Linked DNA regions of Gossypium hirsutum: region 2 is linked to region 1. Evidence: chromatin contacts called from public Hi-C data. All regions are on one chromosome and are shown on one strand. Each heading gives the region's core, a stretch centred on a gene start, on an enhancer-like site or on the middle of the called end of the contact. The rest is flanking DNA. Distances are from core to core; before and after follow the strand shown. Region 1 holds the start of LOC107954750 (indole-3-glycerol phosphate synthase, chloroplastic). Region 2 holds the start of LOC107954748 (protein ACTIVITY OF BC1 COMPLEX KINASE 7, chloroplastic).

Evidence for each region. A called contact is a pair of places that touch in the nucleus more often than the background predicts.
Region 2: a contact with region 1 is called in a Hi-C map of petal, with 2.9 times the contacts expected there. The contact joins the promoter of LOC107954748 here to the promoter of LOC107954750 in region 1. A contact is called at or near these places in 3 of 34 Hi-C or Micro-C datasets (leaf, petal and seedling).

What each region holds. Positions count from the first base shown.
Region 1 is chrD07:35,033,811-35,037,421 of Gossypium_hirsutum_v2.1, reverse strand. LOC107954750 (indole-3-glycerol phosphate synthase, chloroplastic) reads left to right here and starts at 2,247. Exons shown (of 10, transcript XM_016890406.2): 1 at 2,247-2,525; 2 at 2,601-2,843; 3 at 2,956-3,132. The coding sequence starts at 2,379.
Region 2 is chrD07:35,238,692-35,241,959 of Gossypium_hirsutum_v2.1, reverse strand. LOC107954748 (protein ACTIVITY OF BC1 COMPLEX KINASE 7, chloroplastic) reads left to right here and starts at 1,546. Exons shown (of 18, transcript XM_016890402.2): 1 at 1,546-1,865; 2 at 2,308-2,901; 3 at 3,071-3,214. The coding sequence starts at 2,323.

The DNA.
Region 1 (3,611 bases), core at 998-3,497:
AATGGCCGCTGATGATGGGCCAGGTGAATGTCTTGGCCTCGTTGATAGGCTGGCGTCATCATCCTTTCGTATTGGATTTAAAGGCCCGCGTCTTTTCCTTTGGACACGTAATTGCCGCTGCCTCTCCTCTGCCGATAGTAAATACGGCTTGCCATGGATCCTAAACCATGGCATGTATTCCGGCACGCACGCTAACTCCGGAACGATGATGGGTTCCATAGTAGGTATATACTCATACCGATCTTCCCACATTTCGATGTAATGGGACCAGAATCTCGGCCAATCCATATGCAGTTGCTGTAGGTCGATTTTGTGGTGATCATCAAACACCTCAGGTGCTACGGGAATCGGTTGTCTACATCTAAATTGCCGTAACACTCTGTCTGACTGGTGCATCTCCATGGTCGCGTAGCTGATCAACGCGACTTTCGCATGCCAAGTGTTTGGATTTTCGAAGAACTCATCCGGAATTACTGCCCGAATTGCCGGATCCTCGTATGGTGTCCATTGAAATTATATGAACAAGATAAAAATATTAGTTATATACATAATACTAAATACTAAATATTAAATACCAATCAACTAGCGAATGATGGAAATATCAATTTTATTTAATACTTACATGTGCTTCCGACTGTTGGTCTAATAGAAGCCGTATATCTTTAAGAGAGGTAGGTAATCGAGCATGACTTGCCGGATGATTCCACCTAATTAAATAAATTTTTAGCATACTATTATTTTTAAAAATCTACATAATAATTGTAAAATATAATATAAAATTTACCTCGTTATGAGCGGGAATGTATATGGGTGGTCCACTCAAGGACGTAGAAATGGAAAGCGAAACCGTGCCCATGACTGTAGTAGTGACAGGCAACCTCCGATTTTTCTTTACTCAGTCGCGTCGCCCCACAGATCTCCCGATATAATGCTGCCAAGACGGCAGACCCCCAACTCAATTTACTAGCTGCTCTAAAATCAACGAGTTTCAGTAGTCATCTTAGATGTACGCGGCTCCGTGACAAGTCCGGCATCAAATAACCTCAAATTATCTGAAGAATGTATGCCCGAGCATATCAAATTCTTTCTACTTCGGTTGAATCATCATCCGGATCCGGGGATGTGTCTCGTAACTAGCTTATCTCTATCCGACCTCCGTCCATTTTCTCTAGAATAGCACCCAAAAGCTCGTAGCACACCACTCCCCAATCGGTAGATTGGACAGACCCGGTAACTGGGTACCCGTCCACCGACAATCCCAATTGCAGACTGACATCTTCCAAAGTGATAGTGCACTCTCCACATGGAAGATGGAATGTGTGCGTCTCCGGTCTCCACCTCTCGATCAACGCACTGATAAGTTTTGGGTCTAACTTGCATCCCCGACCTGCCGTCGCCACGTGCCAAAAACCCACTTCCCGCAAGTAGTTCTCTACCAACGGTGATAGAGGAGCATGCATATTCCGGATATAGCATTCCAATATCCGATCTACAGACTTTTATAACAAATAATAAATTAATAATTATCTAAAAATGCATAAATAAAAAAATCTTAAATAATATTTAAAAATTAAATTTAACACTTACCATTTTCATTTACTCGACGGATATGTGCTGCTTATTAAGACGAGTCAATTTTCAGGCCATTGCTGAAATCGTATAAATTTTTACGATTTAAAAAAAAATTTAAAAATATTTAAAAATAGGGATTTAAGAGGAAATTGAGAGCAAATTGAGATTAAATATAGATTTGAGAGAAATTTGGAAGGAATTTGAGAGCAAATTGAGAGCAAATTGAGAAAATAATTAGTTTGTGAAAAAATAAAGGGTGGGGGTATTTATAGATTTTTTTTTGACCGTTAGGGGGGGCAACGGTAAAAAAAATATCATTGCACTGTTCACGCGTGGGGAAATCGCGTCCCCAAGGGCGCGCTACGTGACATCAAATCGCGTCCACGTCAGCGTAATTTGCTGACGTGGATACAAATCGCGCTTACGTGGACGCGATTTGTTGCCATGTCAGCACAGCGCGCTGACGTGGACGCGATTTGCTGACACGTTCCCTGACTTTGCGTTGACGTGGACGCGCTTTAGGGGGAAAAGGACCTATTCCAGTAGATAATAAAATATCAGGCCCATTTCAATAAATTTAAAAAAATAAGCTTTTAATGGTAAATTGCCAAAAAAAACACATTCAGGTAAAACGACGAAATTAATAATAAAAGGAAACAAAAATCTTTATTAGAAAAAAAATAAACAAAAATCTTGGAGAAATTACCATTTATACATACCAAATATATCTTTCATGTTCCCCACTTCGACTGTAAAAAGTGTATAAAATCTAAGTGCAGGAGCTAGGGTTTCCATCAATTGCAAAAATGGAGGGATTAGTTTCAATGAAAACAGCTCCTGGAATTTCCTTTCAATCTATTCCTTCCCCTAATCAGCGACCTAATTTCTTCCTCAGACGCTCAATGGACCTTCAGCATCGGCGATTCCATTTTCCCTCCATTCGAGCTCAACAGGTTATTAATAATAATCATTTTACTTACATACATTGAATCTAATACTCTTCTTTCTAAAATAAAATTTGTGTGTAGTCGGGGACGATATTTCCGCGAAAAGAAGACGAGGAAGATTCTTTGAAGGTAAAGGAATGGGAAGTTGGAATGTTGCAAAACGAAGTCGCAGCGAGTCAAGGGATTAGAATACGGCGGCGTCCACCGTCGGGTCCGCCTTTGCATTACGTGGGTCCCTTCGAATTCCGTTTACAGAATGAGGGAAACACTCCTCGTAACATTCTTGAAGAAATAGTTTGGCACAAAGATGTGGAAGTTTCCCAAGTAAATTTTTTTAATTTTAATTTTTACAATTTTAATTAGGTCAAGGTATTCGTCTTTGCTTTTTTTTTTTTTGTAACTGTATGGTGATATAATGATTTTTTGGGTTTGGCAGATGAAAGAGAAGAAGCCTTTGCTTTCATTGAAGAAGGTTATCGAGAATTCACCTCCAACTAGAGATTTCGTCGGGTCTCTTAAAGCGGCACATTTGCAGACTGGATTGCCTGGTTTAATTGCTGAAGTTAAGAAGGCTTCGCCTAGCAGAGGAATTCTCAGAGAGAATTTTGACCCAGTTAAGTACCTTTCTTTATTTCTAGTCCATACTTTTTGGAAGAAAATTATCCTAATTTAATAATATACTTATTTTTATAAATAAATATATCTAATGGTACATTTATCATTCATCTAACGGCGTTTATGATACTAGAAATTTTGATACGAAAATTTGACTGGATTTGTCATAAAATTGAGGTTCTTCTCTCAACGAGATTGGAGGACTCATAAAATGTCCTGCGGATGAAAACCCGCTAGTGAGGTTTGAGGGTTAGAATTTATAAACACCATCTGGTATATTTATGATGTTATTAATGAATTAATCAGATATTATTCAATAAACATTTGTCAGCTTTCTACCTCCTGCATGGTTTATAAGATAATACAAGTATAGATACTCTATAAGATTAAAGTTATCTTCTTGGAATTATGGTTGGGAGGAAATTTTGATATTTTAGAGTATGTTTCAATCCGGGTAAAACCTTAGAGAAAGAGTGA
Region 2 (3,268 bases), core at 297-2,796, 210 kb before region 1:
ATAGTACAAGGACCACAAGAGGTATTAAGCTTTTTTTAGGGGCCAAAACTAAGTTATATGTATTTATAAAAACTAAAATATAATTTCACTAATATATTAATTTATATCATTATAAATTTTAAAAGTTGTAAATAAAAATTTTATGATTTTTAGTTCGAAACTATAATTTTATTGGGGCAAATTACTAAAAAAAGTCCTATTTTTTTAAAATTTATCGAAATGGGCCCGGTATTTTATTATTTACCGGAATGGGTTATTTTCCCCGAAATCGCGTCCACGTCAGCACGATGTCAGGGGACGTGTCAAAACATCGCATCCACGTCAGCGCGCTTTGCTTATGTGGACACAAATCGCACCTACGAGGACGCGATTTGCTGATGTGGATGAACAATTTATATTTTTTAGCTTGAAAAACTTTGAAAGGCCATAACTTTTCGCTCGATTGTCCGATTGAGACAATTTTTTTTTGAATAACTTTTCGAGATCTACGCGCTGACAGCAGCCGAAGGCGGTTTGCCGTAATTTTTGTCGAAAAAGATCCTTTTTTGCCCCTAAATTTCGATTTTTTGATTTAAAATTGAATTTTGAAACATTCAAATCATTATTTTCCTTATTTATTTGAAACTAACACCGGATTTTTTTTACAGAATTGTTGTATTATTTTTTCTGATTTGACATGTTTATGGAATAGGTCTGATAAATCGTTAGAACGTAAGTAATATAATTAAGATAATAACAATATTTCTATAATATGTCAATTAATTATTTTAGCTTAGTTGGTTAAGATGCTTGCTCTTTTCTCTTAGTATGTTGGTTCAAATCTTGTTGGTAACAATTTTGAATCTTTTTTGTGCTTGTAAAAAAATCCGGTGTTTACTTCAAATAAATAAGGAAAATAATGATTTGAATGTTTCAAAATTCAATTTTAAATCGAAAAAATCAAAATTTAGGGGCAAAAAAAGATCTTTTTCGACGAAAACTGCGGCAAACCGCCTTCGGCTGTTTGTCAGCACGTAGATCTCGAAAAGTTATTCGAAATAAAAAAATCGTCTCAATCGGACAACCGAGCGAAAAGTTATGGCCTTTCAAAGTTTTCCAAGCTAAAAAACATAAACTGTTCATCCACGTCAGCAAATCGTGTCCTTGTAGGCACGATTTGTGTCCACCTAAGCAAAGTGCGTTGACGTGGACGCGATGTTCTGACACGTCCCCTGACATCGCGCTGACGTGGACGCGATTTCGGGGAAAATGACCCATTCCGATAAATAATAAAATATGGGGCCCATTTCGGTAAATTTTAAAAAAATAGGGTTTTTTTTGGAATTTTCCCATTTTATTGTATATTATTTATAATTTTATAAATTTTAAAGTCACTTGAAAAGGGAAATTTTCCGGGGGCAGGCGCCTGCCTTTCCCTGCCAACCCTAGACATTTTCTATTTGAGATGTTATACCCGAGTCGCTTATAACCCGACCCGACGGGTAGACGAATCCGAATAGTCAATCGTGGTAGTTAACGTGGTTACATGTGAAGATGCTCTGTGCTTACAATTTTTTGTCTTTGAACGGACAGCCTCAGAAACCAGAAAAATAAGGGCAAAATTTTCTTTAAAAAAAAGTCCAAAAAGATCTGCCTTCAGATTCCTTGAATTTGGTAAACGAAGGAAAGACACGTAAACACTCTACTAATCCCATTCAATTCAACCAGCAATTGTTGCTTGCTTGTTTCTCCTTCTCTCGTTTTCCACTAAGGGACTGCCTTTCTCTTTCAATCGTTGCATTCCTTAACAAGAAACAAGAAACGCCTTAGAACCCAATAAATATCATTGCTCCTTATTCAAGAATTCGTAGCCATCTTCTTTACTGGTGGGTGTTTTCTTCAAAACCCAAGTTCCTTTCTTCTTTTCCCCTTTTGCGTTGAGATTATATTATTCTTTACAGTATTTGGGATGTTGTTGGCATAGTTTGATTCATGAATTAAAGTTTATATTGTTTACTGTAGAAATTTTTATCCATCTGCAATTTTCCTTTCCTTGTCTTTGATTCATAATTAACATATATCATGTTATTTTGTTGGATCGGTTATTTCTATATTATTTTGTTGGATCAGTTATTTGGCTGTACGTATTCATTTTCTCTTTTAAGTAAAAGGTTCATTGTTCATATAATAGAGCTGGAATGTGACTTGTTCCTACTAAATTAACTTTAAAGCCTTTCTTCAGTCATTTATTTAATACTTATGTTTTACTATTATTGTTCTTCATAGTTTCCTACTTCTCATATTTGAACTACTGTTAATATCCCACAGGTGTTTTCTGCTGATATGACAGTAATACTGGCTTCACACAGTTGTTATTCCTGCAATTATGAAATGATGAATCAAGGAAGAGCAGTGGGTACTCTCAGTTTCTCGGGCTCTATTTCAAATAATTTTGTGAATCTTGAGAGGCAAATATATTGTCTGCCTATGACAGGTAAGTCATTCAGGTTTCAAGTTGAAATGCAACAAACTGAACCAACCCCAAAAGTAGGAATCAATGGCCGAGCTGTTAAAATGGTGCCTGCGAGTGAAGTAGTGAAAAGACAGGCTCCTGCCACTAGGAAAGTGGAGCAGGTAAATGGTGTAAAGCAGGTTATAAATGGAAATGGTGCTAGCATAGTTAGGAGAAAAAACAGTCCATCCCTTGTAAAGATGCCTATATCGAGAGTGTCTAAAGACCTTCCACCATTAGAGGAGTTAAAGATTCTGCCTTCAGATGAAAATTTCAGTTGGGCCAATGAGAATTACAGTTCCTTGCAAAGGAGTATAGATGTTTGGTCTTTTGTTATTTCTTTACGTGTACGAGTTCTTTTGGACAATGCCAAATGGGCATATGCAGGGGGCTTCACTGAGGATAAGCAGGTGAGATTTTTTAGTCTTTTGTAACACATCCCTCTATCTATAGATTGTAGAGTAGTTATCTATAATTTCTTACTTAGCTAATATCCACAGTCTCCACCTTTTCTGTTTCTTTTGAACTGTATCTTTTGTTTTGCTTTTGGTTCTTATAGCTTTTCTTAATCTTCTGCAGAAAAAGAGGAGAAGAACAACTGCCTCATGGCTAAGAGAGCGTGTATTGCAACTCGGTCCCACTTTTATTAAGCTTGGACAGTTATCGTCGACAAGATCAGATTTATTTCCGCGTGAGTTTGTCGATGAGCTTGCCAAATTGCAGGTACTCTTGCTTTCTTTGTCATTATTAATTTTGAAGAGGCTTTCTATCATTGCA